2 separate regions of the Rattus norvegicus genome follow, and region 1 is linked to region 2. The links are chromatin contacts, called in public Hi-C maps. All regions are on one chromosome and are shown on one strand. The core of a region is the stretch at or near the end of the contact, and the rest is flanking DNA. Distances in the headings are between cores, read along the strand shown. Region 1 holds the start of Kynu (kynureninase). Region 2 has its middle 110 kb from the start of Kynu.

Region 1 (7,178 bases), core at 4,554-7,053, 110 kb before region 2:
GAAGCCACGTTCTACTGTTTCATAATCATCTAGAATTCTACTGTTTTGGAACACACGCATAACCTTTCTGAAGGGCATTAATATATAATTTATAGTTTGAATTTTGCATCATTATTTAGTGAGGCATCATGTGGTTGCTGGGAATTGAACTCAGGCCCTCTTTAAGGCAGACAATGCTCTTAAGCATTGAGCCATTTCACCAGCATCTCAAGAATTAGTATAGTATGTATGTAGTATGTATAGGGCCACCTACATGCCAAAGAACATGTGTGGACTCCAGAAGAAAACTGCTGGGAATCAGTTTTCTCTTTGCACTGTGGGTCTGAGTATTGAATTCGGGTCATCAGGTCATGCTGCAATCAGTTTTACCAGTTGAACTATCACATTGACCTGACGAGGGAGGTTCAATTACATTTTAACCCCATTCCCTTGTTGTTTCCCTCATTTACCTTTGCCCTATATTTTATGCTTTGGAGATGAAGTGAGAGAGGTGTTAACGATAACCAGACCTCCTTAGACTTTACTTGATTTACACATGGCAGTTCTGTTTATCTTCAACTACTCGTTCCTGTGCGTAAGCTTTTGAGACATATACCTGTCCCTTCATGTGGCTTCTGACACTGGTGGAAGGGGTGGATATAAGCTGTATGTGTCAATTCTCAGACAGCTTACGTTTTGGGAAAAACTGGAGAGTAAACACTATAGTGAATATTGTAGATAGTTTTAAAGACGAGAGGACAGAATAACGAGGTGCAGCTGAGCTTTTGGTGATCAACTCAACCTCATTGGGTCATGTGCATTTGTCTTGGTGAAGATCTGAAACTTGAAGGAAGATGATAGTGTCTGAAAGGTCTAGGGCAGGAAAAGACCTTGGCCTGCTCAGCTAATACGTACTCGAATAGAGTGAGGTAGACGGGGGCCGATATTAGTCATTAAGGACTTCGGTGACCGAGGCGCTTTGAGATACTTGTTGAAGAGAATGGGCGTTTCTTTGGCACAGAGGGTTTTGTGCGAAGCAATGATATGTACACTTGTGTATAATGAGAATCAGTGTGTACTGTGAAGAATTATGAGAATTTAACAGGATGCTGCAGAGCTGGCTAAGTAAGCGAAAGTGTTTGCTTTCTAAGTTTTTCAACCTGAGTTTGATTCTTAGAACCCAAGTGAAAAAACGTAGCAGTCCAGCAGTTAGATGGGAGGTGGCAGCCGGAGAACTGCTCAGAATTCCCTGGGACAACTAGCCTAGAGCATGAGCATGACAGAAAGAAGAAAACCCGTGCCTCAACAACTTGAAAGGAGAGAACGAACTCCCAGAAGTTTTCCTCTGACCTCCGGACATGTACCATAGCACATAAATTCCTGCACTGATGTAAACAAATCACACACACCCACCCCCCCACCCCACCCCACCCCACACACACTATTGCTAACACTAGGAATAAAGAAAATGTCAAAATGTTAAGGGATTCAAAAAAGAGAAGAAGTGTGAGTCCATGGTCCATTTGGTAATGAAAACATAGAAAGGGTGGGCATGATTTCTACCTAGAAAACATCCAATGCCATAGGTACTGGACATCTAGGGGATGCTGCTGCTACTGCAGTCACCCAAGTCTGCAATGTGGAGTGTGTGTGATGTTTGCTATCACAGTGCACTCAGCTGAATCTAGGATGGGCGCTGTCATGGAAGAGGCTTTCAAGTTGCTCTTTACCTTCAGTCCTCCCTCTTCTATTCAGCCCCAGTGAGAACACGGTGTTAAACGACAGCTGAGATCACCATGCTCTCTGTATCTGATCATACTGCTACCACGTGTCTTTCTCACAAGACTGTCTATCTCTGTGAATTTTCTCCCTCTATATTCTTTCCCTAAAACACGCTGCTTTTATCCCACTATGTTCAGATCCCAGGAACTATTCACTGTTTTAAATCAAGGCTACATTGTTGTACAGGTCTGTCATGTAATCTCTGCTAAAAGCCTTCTTTCTTCCTTTAAGCATCAGAAACCTTTATAAGCATACATCTTATAATAATGAATACATCCTGTCTGGTACTATGTTTATTTGGGTATATGTGTGGATAAAAAAGATAGAGTATGCTTTCTATGCCTGCAACTTGATTTAAATTGGCTGGTATTGGGTACCATCTGATGTAGGAAACAGAGATGACTGTGTCTTTCCCTTGGCTTCATCACTTGCATTCTCACATTTGGTTAGACCTTGCCTGGATATTTTACCATGCATTGCTGCCTCTGAGTGATTTGTTGAACTCTATTGTGGCAGTGGGTATAGCATTAAGCTGAGCATAAGACCGAATTCTTCCAAGAATTTGAACCGTGTTAGACATTGATTGACTCAGGTAGAAACAGGATCATGAATTTCAAAGAATCAGAGAGAAGCTATGAAATACTGGGGCTCAAGAGCATCTGGTCACAAGAGAGTAATTTTTTTAGTTTTATAGTAGAACAGAAGTATTGATTATTTCAGCCTGGAAATTGATTCCAACTGCAAGTGTCACTGAGCTATTGGAACTGAACAGTGAAGATTCCTTACAAATATAGGTTCACACTGGGTTGAGAGTCACAGAACCTCGGCAGAGAGTGAACTCTGTGAAAAACTCCTGGAGCCTGTTGAGGGCTGTTCCTAAACATCCTGCGGTGTTCTTTGGCCTGGCTATGAGGCGTGTCCCTACCACAGTGAGTTCTTGCCAGCTTGGCTTAAAGTCTATTCTCTTGGTGCTGCAACGTGTTTAACCTCACACGATAGTTACACCACTGCTATAAACAGCATTGCTTGTGTAGGCTTTTCCTTACATTGAGATGACAGCTGAGGAGAAGTAGCCAAACAGCTCAGTGAATTGTGAAAGACGGACAGTCACCTGCTGCTAGGCAAACGCATCCTGCCTCAGTCTGATCAAGGTGCACGCAATTAGAGAAACGCTTGCAGTGAAACTCAGAGTCAAGAGTTTGCCTTAGGTTTGGGATGTTACTTGAAGAGCTGACACGCTACTATTTCTTGGGGAATAAGTACATTCTGAATGGGAGCATTTTAATTCCTAGATTATTTCATTGCTATGTTGCAAGCTGCCTTCCATTATCCTTACAGGAGCATTTGTTAACACTGCACAGGCTTCTGAGGCCACATTTCCACGTCCCTCTCATTCCTGCGATCTGGGAAAGACTGGTATAATACTCACAAATGGAACTAGGAATATTTGCTTCTGCCTATAATCTCAGCACTAGGGAGACTGAGGCAAGAGCATTTCCTTGGTTTTCAACATCACCCTGGGTTAGAGTGAGCTCCAGATCAGCTTGTACTACGTAATAGAGTTCTGTCTTAAACAACGGCAGCAGCAACAACCATCTAAAAATAGTCTTCCTGGTTACTTACACCTGTTTTAGCATACAACAAAGCAATATGAGAAAGCCACACGTAATGGTTTATATGAGCATATGAAGAGACTTATGTTCTGAATGTGAAAAATGGTAGTTATTCCTCCCCTAATCCCACAAATGTTTATTGAGCATATATGATGACTCAGGCATATAGCTCTCGAAAAGTAAAATAATGCTTCTGATTTCATGGTGAAGCATGTGAACAATGTGCATCACGTTGGGCATGGTGACACATTTCTTTCATCCCAGTAATTGTACTGGGCAAGAGACTGACGCATTGTGAGTCTTGACTGCGTATCAAGACCCTATCCCAAAACGAACAAACAAGAAACATGTTAGTGTGTTTGCATCAACAGTTAGTTCATCCTTGTAAGAATACTGAGGAGTTAGGGTTACTTACCTTGGAGGCCAATGACTGCACAACACATTCAATGGGCTCTGAGGCCGAGGTAAAGTTTACAGTCAAGTGTGTCTGAAAGCCCAGAGCAAACTGGGCCTCTTTTATGAAGGAAGGTGTGTAGTCAGACCCACAGAGAAAAACCCCCTGCTCAGAGGGAGAAAACCCCCAGCTCACAGGGAGAAAAGCCCCTCCTCAGAAGGAGAAAAACCCCTGTTCACAGCAACCTCTTATTTCCTTGTATTCTGTTTCCTGATTTTTAAAATCAATGGCTTTTGCTTATTTCCCTTTCCTCTGTTTTCTTTTTGTAATTCCACATTAACTCTATACAGCAGCATGGTCTATAGGAGAATTTATTTCCTCTTAAGAAATACTTGGGGACAAAGCATCATGATACAGTCCTGGCTTATCTGGAGTCCACGAATCCCCTGCTTCCTAAGTCCTGGGGTTACAGGCATAAGCCTTTATGCCTTTATAGTAAAATCTAATCTCTTCACGCAAATGTGTAGCTCTTTACACTTCTGGGCTTGTTACGTTGGAGATGGGAGTAGGTACAGGGATGTCTTCCCTGAAATGGTGCTTCCTTCCAGGGTACCCCTCTGCACAGTGCCAGCAGACTGCAAGGCTTACTCAAGGCCTTTGCCCCGAGAGAGAACTGATTAGCGCCTATTAATTGCTGCCTAATTCTGTGTCCATTCCCCCAGCTAAGACAATCAGTGCTTCAAAACATCATTTTACGCCTTACTTAGACTAATCATTTGCAAGTAAATTGACATGATTTGTTTGAAAATGAAGACATTAACTCCTAGCTTATAATAACTGTCAAATTTCATATTTCATGTATTGAGCATGGCTTACTTTTACAAGGGCAAACAAACATGTCATATGCTGGGGTGCAAGTCATCCGAACCCACTTTGGTCATTGTTATATAAAATAAAGTTCAATTTGATTTTTTTTAAAGGAGCCTGTGGTTAGCGTCAAGTCACCTTCATGAGGTATTTCCATAGGAGTTTTAAATATCGCTGTGTTCTGATGGAAATTGATTTCATTCTCCTATTATGCACTTGAAATTTTGAAAATTGGTCTTTGTGGTTTTATTTACGTAGCTACGTTTCCATGGGTGAAAGGCTGTGCTTACTGAAGTGCTGACCATCGGTAATAAAGGAGTCACAAATTAGAGATCTCTCCCTGACCCTACGGGTCTAAGGTCAACCAGCTCAATTAGTGACCCAGCGCTCAATAGTTAATCTTTGCCTAGCAAAGAGTCCTTCCCAAGGGATACCAAGTTCAAAGTTTAGAAGCTGGTAAAGATACATTCGTAAAATGCCACACTTCATCAGGGGAAGTAAAAAATTTATATACAGGTGTGCAAAGCATGCTTCTGTAAGACTGTCATTGAGAATTGGGTGACATCACGGGTACAACCAGCCTAGCTGAGCAGTACAAGATCCTGGAGTTTGTTCCCACATTCCTTAAGTAGCAAACCCACAGGGAACTGAAAAAACCATTTACCAAATACAAAAAAAAAATTCTGTATACGCTTAGGCAAAATGCTCTAGAAAATAAAAGGGGAAGAAACTCCCGTCAAGAAAATACACTTTCACTTCTCTAAACGTTAATGTGACGAATAGCAGCACAGGACAAACCAGAAACCAGAAAGCTCCTTTCAACATGGACTTTCTTTACCTAGGCTTGTTCTACCCGAGCATTTAAAACTGCAATGAGTGCCGGGCTAACCTGCCGGGACTGCAACTTCATCCGCTTTCTCTATCCTGGGTTTAGAGGTGCAGGCTTTAAGGGAGGCCATGCCGGTTTTGTTTATGAAGATAATTTATACAGAAAGAAGAAAGCAGGAAAAGAAATCCCCAAAGGACTGCACCGTTAAGTAGAGAGAAGTTCCGTTTGGAAAAGAACAAGGAAAGTGAATGTCTGTTTAGGCTCAGAGCTGTGCCTTGGCCTGCTCTTTGCTTACCTGCTTTGATCCAGATAGGGTCCTCAGTTTCCAGTACCTTTTCAGGGGATGCCTGATATTTCCTTGTCCCTAGGTAGCCACAACCAATAAGACTCCACCCTGTGGAAAATTTGCATGTCAACTTTAGTTCCTCCCACCCAGTTGAATCGGGTTGCAAATTTCTAACCACCAACAAAAACTAAGCAAAATGCGGCACCTCCCCCATCCCCACCCCAGCTTGCCAAACATCTGGCTCTGCTGACAGCCTCTTCCAACTCTTCCTTGTGGGTTCTAGACCTCCGCAGCGACTTCTTGACCTATGTAGCTCTGCTGTGAGCACTGTGTTAGAGAACTGATCTCCAAAATCTGCATTTATTTTCAATCTGTACTCCAAGAAAAAAAATCCGAAACCCAGAGAAATGCCTTCTTTGAAATCTGGACGCATTTCTCCTGGATTTTGAGACAGTGAACCACTGATCAATTTTGATTGCAGGGCATTTGCCTTATAATGGATACAGATTTTATACAAAAATTTAAAATAAACCGGGTGTGGTGGTACCTACCACTGATTCAAGTGCTTTGCCCTAAATATGGAGGGACTTGTTGCAAAAGAAAAATTAATATAGCCCATTAACTCCCCAAAATATTTTATGGCCTAATAAATGGAATTTAAAATTTTTGAGGTCATAAATCTTGATAGTATGATAACCACAGAGAGAAGAGGTAGGGCTTGGAAATCCAAGAGGACAGAGGCCTGGGATCTCATTAGTGCTAATTATTTCTGTGAACTCTGCTCTCTGAGCTGCGTTCAGCTTAGATTACTTCTCCTGGCCTAACCTGAACTTAGGTCTTTTGAGAAATACCATATTAGGCATAAAAACTAAGACCAAAGGCTTTCAGAATAATCACTACAGAAGAGACTGCCTGGGTCACTGCGCGTTTGCTCCCGTGCCTTGCCTAAGCCCACAGCACATCGCTCTTTGTAAGGCCTTCTTCAGTCTACTCTGTGTCTTCGCTGTAATCTTGGACAAGTTGCTGAACCGTGGCCCAGGCTCAGGCTCCTATCTACCTGATAAACAGAAAATGCACCTCCCTTACAAGATTGTTGAGCTAGAAAAACAACAAAGGGAAAACCCACTGTACCATGACGTATAAATCCATTGGACACATTCTTTGTTTTCCTCAAATTACCCACACAAAATGTACTGTCCTCGGCCTCTAAGAGAGGACAATGGAGGTCATGAGGTTACTTTGAGATAATTTACTGACCACTGTTAAAACCATAAACTATAAAATCCTCACTTGATTCAATAGGAATTATAAAAATTGGAATTGAATAAAGAAATCTAAAGCTTGTAACACATTTATTCATTTTTCTATCATGTGAAGTTTTGTGTCATCAGAATTTTAGAAAATTAGTTCTGCTATGCAGGAGAGAAC
Region 2 (7,719 bases), core at 4,638-7,137:
AAGTAGTCTTTACACTTGCAGGAGTATTCAAACTGTTAAGAGTGCCATGATATATTGTCCTCTACAAAGTTAATTTGAGAATTCCACAAGCTAACAGACATATGTGCATGCACAAATGTATGCTTACAGGCATGCAAGCATGTAGCTCTGGAACTAGGGTCACAGTACAAGTAAAGAACCTGTTCTAAACATGAAGATCTGACTTTATATACCCTCTAGTTATCGAAAACACCAGTCCTGGGAGTGAAGGCATGTGATCACAGCATACAAATATAGAGGCATCAGGTTTCTTGAGCAGTCAGTAACTCTGGATTCACTGTGAGACAAGGTAGAATCTGATGAAGGAGGACCCAGATATCAAATTCTGGCTTTCACATACAAACCATGTTCACAAAGACAGAAACATGTGCATAGACACAGAAGAATCTCATGTGATGAAGATCTTGATTAATTTAAAGTATCCAGGAATTTTGGTAAACATGTTTTGTTTAATTTCTTTACTGGGGGTTTCTATGAAATGAAAAGAAGGATATGGTGTTGGTTCCCAAGTTTCGTACTAATTCTTTTCTGTTCTGTGATTCTTTACTTTGACCACTGACCAACATGAAATGATGGTGAACAGTTTCTAAAGCTTCCCTGGTTGTTTCTGGTGTGCACATTTACTTACTTCACTGTACATCCAGTGTGCATATGCAGTGCTGACAGGCAAAGCCATGGGTCTTCTTCATTCTACAGAATGTTCTACCACCCCACACAGCTCTCGGAACTGCTAAAAAGGGAAGGTATAAAGGGTTTTAAGATGTGTAAAACAGTAACAACATGTGCATATCTACAGTGATTACCTCAACAGGAAGCTCTGCCTGACAATTGTGCAAACCAATGTTCTATCACATGGATTTTAACATAATCTTATGTTAAAATAAAGTTGTCTCTCAATAAAGTTGCATTTCTTTATTTCCTATAGGTACATTTATGTACACTTTGATACTCATTCCTGCAGTGTTAAATTGCTCACTTGTGCTGATGCAACTTTTTCTTCAGTACAATTCTTTGTGAAATTCACTACTTCTCTATCTATATCACCTTCTCCTGGCCCCATCCAAAAATTGTAAAAGCTGTAGAAACAAATGTATTGTTAACTCCTAAATCTGATATTTAAGATGATTTTTCATGATTAAAATACTTTTATATCTTAAATTTATTATTTTATGTGTATGAATCTTTCTCATGCATGCATCTATGTGTACCATACACATGCCTAATGTCTATAGAAGTCAAGAGAGGAGGATTATATAGTCCCTGAAACTGGGGCTACAGGTTATGTGAGCATCATATGAATGCTAAGAACTGACCCCAGGCCCTTTCAAGGGCATCAGGTACTATTAAGAGTTTAGATGATGGCAGGAGTTTTAACTTGAGGATTATAGAGCTTTTGAAGCAGGAAAAGACAATACACTACTCTACTTTGGGTGGAAATGAAATGAAAAACAGAATTCCTTGTTTATTAACAGGGCTTCGTTGTGCAGAAGATCAAAAGAATGATGGTTGGTGAACAAGGCCCTGGGAATTCCAAAAAAAAAAAAAAAAAAAAGACAGAGGCCCCCAACCTCAGGTGCATTTTGTTCCCTGAATTATTATTGGATGTAGTTGTATGCTTCCTGCAACAAACATTTACATTCAACTTATAAGAACTGTTTGCTGTTGTTGTTGGATGTTGTAGAACCCAATCTGGTGATAAGAGATGCTGAGTGCTGCCCTTGGTGCACCCTGAGCCTGGATATGGCCTTCGGCCTTGCTTTTGTGCTTTTCCAAGTATTATCTGCAGTACATGCCAGGGAATTGTGTTTAAACTGGTCTGTCCTGAGAATGTTCTAGGAAAGGCTATTCTGTTAATATTTAGTATGTGCTTACTGGTGTTTTTTTAATATGTTTTTCAGAACTCAAGCAACTTCCCTTGGATCATTAGTTTCTTTGTTACATTTGAGTATAAAAGTAATCTGAAATGGAAGAAAACTTGTCTACAGTATTGAACAGCAGCCCCTCTCATCCTTTAAGGCCCTCAAATACCAATTCTCACAAACAGTTAAGCCCATAGAAAGGATATGTTCATAGCAGTCACTAAGGCTACTTCCCAAATTCAGATACATGGTTCCTTTTTGGCTGCTCCCTTCTTCCTGCTTACTAAATAAATGCCCTTGGAAGTTTAAACCGTGTGTGTTATAAGTGAGTAATATATTCTGAGCCATTTCAACATGGCTGTGAAAACAGTCCTCTCTAAGGAATAAGAAATGAAAAAAAATCATTATAGTATACTCCCAGGCCCTATAGACAAAATGAAATGTACTTCAAGCCTAGGAACATATAGGGCGAGCTGCCAAGAGTGCAAGTAATCCAAGCAGGTGGAGATGAGAAGAGAGAGAGGAAAAGAAACAAGAGCAGTGCACAGCCCCTCTGGAGAGCACTTCAACATCAGGGGAGAATTTAGCATGTACACAAAGATGTGTGGACATCTTGCTGGATCAACTCTCACTAGTTTCCAGTCGGAAATATACAAAATGGAAATTGGAAAGTGCTTCATCTGATGGCAAGCCTTATCATTTATCACAGTGTTCTGGTTGGTTATCTAGTCTGTTTTGGGGGGTTGCTGAGGTTACAGGAGAAAACGAATCTACAACATCTACAGTATATCATTACTTTTCTCCTTTCTTTGATGCATTAAAGAGTAGATTGGCTACATTGCCTCTGGTGAGTTTCCCTTTTTTATGTTTGTTGTTGTTTTTGTTTTTTGTTTTTTTTTTTGTCCATAGTTTTGATATTTGAAAGTAGTAGAAAGCTCGGACAGCCATGTTCTTAGGAAATATTGCACTGCGAAGAAGCTGATAGACTTCCAGGCCATTACCCATGTGACAATTCCTCTGCATCCACAAGTTATTGCCTCATAAAAACAGAGGCACTGCCACTCTCAGGAGTAGCAATCAACTCTACTCACTCCAGCCTGGCAAATGCTGTACCACCCAATTTCCTCTTTCTTGCTTTTAATCATTTTGAGAGACAGCAGAAAAGCCAAAATAGTGAACAGGCATAAGGAGAATTTTTAACCGAAATCAAGTGAGATTTGATTTGGAAGTATTTGATTTGGGTGAAAAGATCAATTCTTTCTGTCCTTAGAGGGTTTATGCTTCTATCTCTAGACTTTGCTCCCATTTTGTTGTTTAATCTACTTAGCAACTACCTGGGAACTCTATCTGTGACTTCTCTTCTATAGACGGTCACATGAAGAAGTTTCTTTAAGCAAAGTAAGTGCACCAACTGTAATTTTTTGAAGAATTAAAGGCAGAGTTAGTAGTGTCCTTGGGAGGCATCATGGACGCAAAGATATTGTCTCGATTCCTATTTATTCAGAGTAAATAGTAGTTATTAAATAATCAGAAATACCTCTTCTATTTCAGTATAAACAAATACCAGTAACTCTATGCACTGGAAATAATTCAGAACAAGTCATGATTTTAAATCAGATTGCTGCCTCCATGTATTTAATTATACATAGTAAGGAAAGATGCAGATACAAGACTACAAACATCAAACAGCTTTATCCGATATTTATTAAATGTGTTGTGTAGGGATTTCCATGGACTTATTTAGCTATCAACCTTCTCTAAGACAATATTTATACTATTTTAGAATCCCAAGTCAAATAAAAGGGAAATCCAAGCACAACACTCTTCACTAGAAACCTTACATATAAAATATTTTTATGCCTTAGCACATGGTTCATTTGAAATGAAGACTGTGGGATTCCTATGCTTTTCAATTTAAAAATATGAAAACAAGTTTCATATATGTAACATAGCTATTTCTATTAGAAAAATGTCAACCATTGAAAGGCAGTCAGAATAGGATCTATATCTGTAGTCAAAAATTAATAATAATAATTACAAGGTTGTGGGACTGTTCCTGTGAACATTCTGGTGAACGAATGTTCCCCCAGAGGCTGGTATATTAAGGGATTATTTGCCACATGCTGGGCCCTGGAAAATGATTGCATTCTGATTTCTCTGTTCTACTCAAGAAGTTAATCTGTTGGTGGATCCATAATTTTGAAGAACTATGCTTCAATAGAGAAAGTAAATGCTTTAACTCAAAGATATATCTTAATCCTATGTTCATTCTATGTTAGTTTCCATGCTTCCTGTCCATCTCTCATAAGATGTACCACTTTGCTTTTCCTTCCTGTGAGTGGACCCAGAAGCAAGAGAACTAATTGACCTAGAAGAACTATATCTGTGAGTCAAGTCAATTTTTACTCCTTTATGCAAATTTGAATATTTTGTCACATTGATGAAAATGATCACGTCCACTAATGAAGTCAGTCCATCCTTTTTTACATCTTTTTCTGTTACATTAAGGAAATTTTTTTATTACTCATCCTTTTAGTCACCTCATGCCTAAATACAGTTTAATCTGTTCTAGAGAAACTACTTGGAACAATGTTGTGCAAAGTTAATCAATCAATCAAGCATCAGATTTATCAGAATATTTCTAACTACAGAGATTTCTCATTGCTATTCTAGAGGTTCTGATATGGCTGCGATCTGACCTGAGAATTTGCATCCTTGATATGTTCTCGGGTACTCCTATTTTTGCTAATACAGGACTGTCCTTAGAAATCCTAGACCAAGGGAATCTCAAAGCAGCAAATAACATATTGTCTATTTGTTAATTTTTAGTCTCTCTTCATCTCCAAGATACTATTAGAGAAGATTTTATTGTTACATATTCCTACCTATTTGAAAAATTATAAATGTTTTTTGATAACAAATGAAGAAACAAAGAGGAAAATAGATGTATAAAAGATTTTTAGTACAAGGAAAATGGAGAGGTTTTTGAGAATTAATTATTAATGAGGTGCTAAGCATGTTTGTTGTTCTCTGTGATATTCTGGTCTTAAAAACTAACCACATTTTAATCTTTGTAGGTCACTAGATGCAATAACCAGAGGTCAAAGCAGGTGAAAATGGTCAGGTCAGAGTTGCATAGATATTGATTTTGGGGATTATCTGTGTCAGCAACTTCATAGAAAGAAGTTAACAAGGTAGAACAGGCCAACATGTGGCAACGAAACAAAACAAAAGCCATACTATTAAGATACTTTACCTGTTTGTATCAACTAACCACAAAATCTCAACAAGAAACATAGCTGTTCTTCTTGTTATTGGTGGTTTTGACATTGCTTCCACAATTCAGCTTCCTGCTACAGACATTTCTGTGTCTTATACTCTTCTCCATGAATATATTTTCTGAAAACTGGAGGACAAAAGCTTCCAGACAGTGCAAAGAAATACATGCCATGACGTAGGTGTAGGCATGCTACCTACTAGTGGTCCTTTTCATGAATTCCTTCACTGTCTTGAACATTTATAGGACAAAGGAGAAGACACTGTATAAAGGTTGAGTTCCTGGTTTTGGTTGAGTGATATTTTACTTCAAGTAAGAATAAAAAAAGCAAGCTAGCTGCCAAGGTTATTGATGAACCCAAAGTAAGTTCCCTCATATGTCATTCTGTATATTAAAGCATAGCTGGAGGCGGATTCAGCTTAAGAGTGCTATTTACCTGTCCTCGGTAGTTTTTGAAGGCTTTTTCCTACATGACGACTTTGTAAGCAGGTTCAGCAAGGGCAGAGATCAACTGCAGAAATGTAACATGGAAAATTGTTTCAGCAAGTGTTGGCAAGGCATGGGACACAAACAGAAAAAGAATGGTGTTCTCTAGAGAAGAAACAGGAAAAAAAAAGATCTGACCCAAAAAGATCAAAGGTAGTCCATGAATCATGGTCAATGTGCTTATGATGCAGTTATTTTGCAACCTCTCATGAATTTCATGTTTGAGTCAATAAACAGTGTATGACCAGGGCAGGACTAACGCTGGAAAGTTAGTCCTCTGTCGGTGGAAGTACGGAAGCATATACTTTCTCCACATCTTCAGCAATTTTCTTTTACTGTCAAACCACAAGAGAAAGAAACTAAATAGTATTCCTCTCTCATTTTTTGATTTCTTGTTTAATCACACACACACACACACACACACACACACAGAGAGAGAGAGAGAGAGAGAGAGAGAGAGAGAGAGAGAGAGAGAATAATGTGACTTTCAGAACTCAGTGGAGAAGTTCCTTTGTACAGTAGACCGCATTTCATGAAGAAATTCACGATGGGTTAAAGTGTAGAGAACAAGTGTCTGAGGACTCCTCAACAGCAAATGAGACATCTGTATCCCACCCTGGCCCACACAAGGAACATCTTGGAAAAAGACAAAGGTTGAGTCAAAGAACAAGGATGACCAGATGACAAAATGTCTTTTGGACATGTCAGGACCTCTGCAGTCATGAAATCACAGCAGCTATGAACACAAGCTCCAGGCCTACAACTTATCGACCCAGTGAATGTTAAAGCATGTAGCATGGAGAGACTCACAAACTCATAGGCATAGCTGAACTGACAGATGCTGGATTCTTTGGCGAAGGAGTCACCTTTTTTATGCATATGAACCTTGGCAGGTTGTCCAGTGGGCGGGAGACCCAGGATGTATCTGGGAAGAGCCAGTGGTATATGATGTTGACGTTTGGTCTGTGACTACATATTGTAATGTTAAATATTGGCCTCCAAGGTCTGGTTGCCCCCAAGGACAAGGAAATCCTCATGGACTCCAAGAGATACTATGTAACCTTACTCCTTAACTTAAAATTATTAGTTGAATAAAGATATCTACAACCTCTAGTTGGGTAGAAGAGAGGCAGGCAGGGTTTCAGTTCCCTTCCTTGGGGTTGGAGGTAAGACAAGGAGAGGAAAGAGAGAGAAGGTGAAGAGAGCAAAATATACCTTGGGATAAGGGATTGTGAAAACTGGCCATGAGGGCTGGCTAGTCAGAATAAGGGTAGCCTGGACAGAACATGGCAATTCATACCTCAAAGTTATTGGCAAGGAAGTACACATAGTAGTGTAGGTTAGATATCTGACCAGATCTAGTGTTTTAAAGAATTATTATAAATATAAAACTTTTGTGTCCTTTAGCTAGGAACTGAATGATCAAAGGCGGGGTTGAGTTTGAGATTACGTATTTACTGCAACAGTATGAAATCTAATTAGGTATATAGATGTAGATAGATAGACAGATATAGACACAGATATGAAGATAGGGATGAGCAAGAGATACAAACTCAGTCTAGCAGCCATTGAAGGAAACACCAAAGACATAATATATTGACATCAAAGTAAAGCAAAGAGTTTAAGTTCAAGTTATTAGAAGACAGTTTCTTGGGTCCAGCCATCTCAGGAAAAGTTCTACCTTGCGGACAAACTGAATCACATTCCTAAGTCCTGCAACTTGGCTCCTATCCTGCTCCTTCAGACATTTCATGTTTGCATCTTAAGCAGTAAAGGATATAAAGAAGGAAGTTGCTGTCACCTTGTTACCTAAACTAAGGCACACAAGTCATAAATGTGTTGCCTGTCTTGACTTAATTGACTGTGGGCAGCTTGCCTACTCCTTTGATCCCTTATCATTCTAAATTCCAGGTAAGAGTCCAGGTGGAGACCTGGCTACAAAAGCTGACTCAAGGACCCTGAAACCAAGAGACCAGGATAAGGCACAGTCACCAATGTTAACTTCTTTGCTCACCCCCAGTGTCAAAACATGTTTGGTAAATGCAACAGCCCACCCTG

Evidence for each region. A called contact is a pair of places that touch in the nucleus more often than the background predicts.
Region 1: a Hi-C map of liver shows a contact between it and region 2, with 5 times the contacts expected there. The contact joins the promoter of Kynu here to the enhancer-like site in region 2. A contact is called at or near these places in 3 of 12 Hi-C or Micro-C datasets (kidney and liver).

The regions. Positions count from the first base shown.
Region 1 is chr3:48,186,911-48,194,088 of GRCr8, reverse strand. It overlaps Kynu (kynureninase), which reads right to left and starts at 5,803. Exons shown (of 14, transcript NM_053902.2): 1 at 5,760-5,803.
Region 2 is chr3:48,076,874-48,084,592 of GRCr8, reverse strand. No RefSeq gene overlaps it. Among named protein-coding and RNA genes, the nearest start is that of Kynu, 110 kb to the left of the region's middle. Within about 2 kb of position 5,887, at least 2 of the 93 cell types and tissues checked have an H3K27ac peak or open chromatin away from gene starts, as enhancers often do. A contact at or near this core is called in liver, where this site is marked.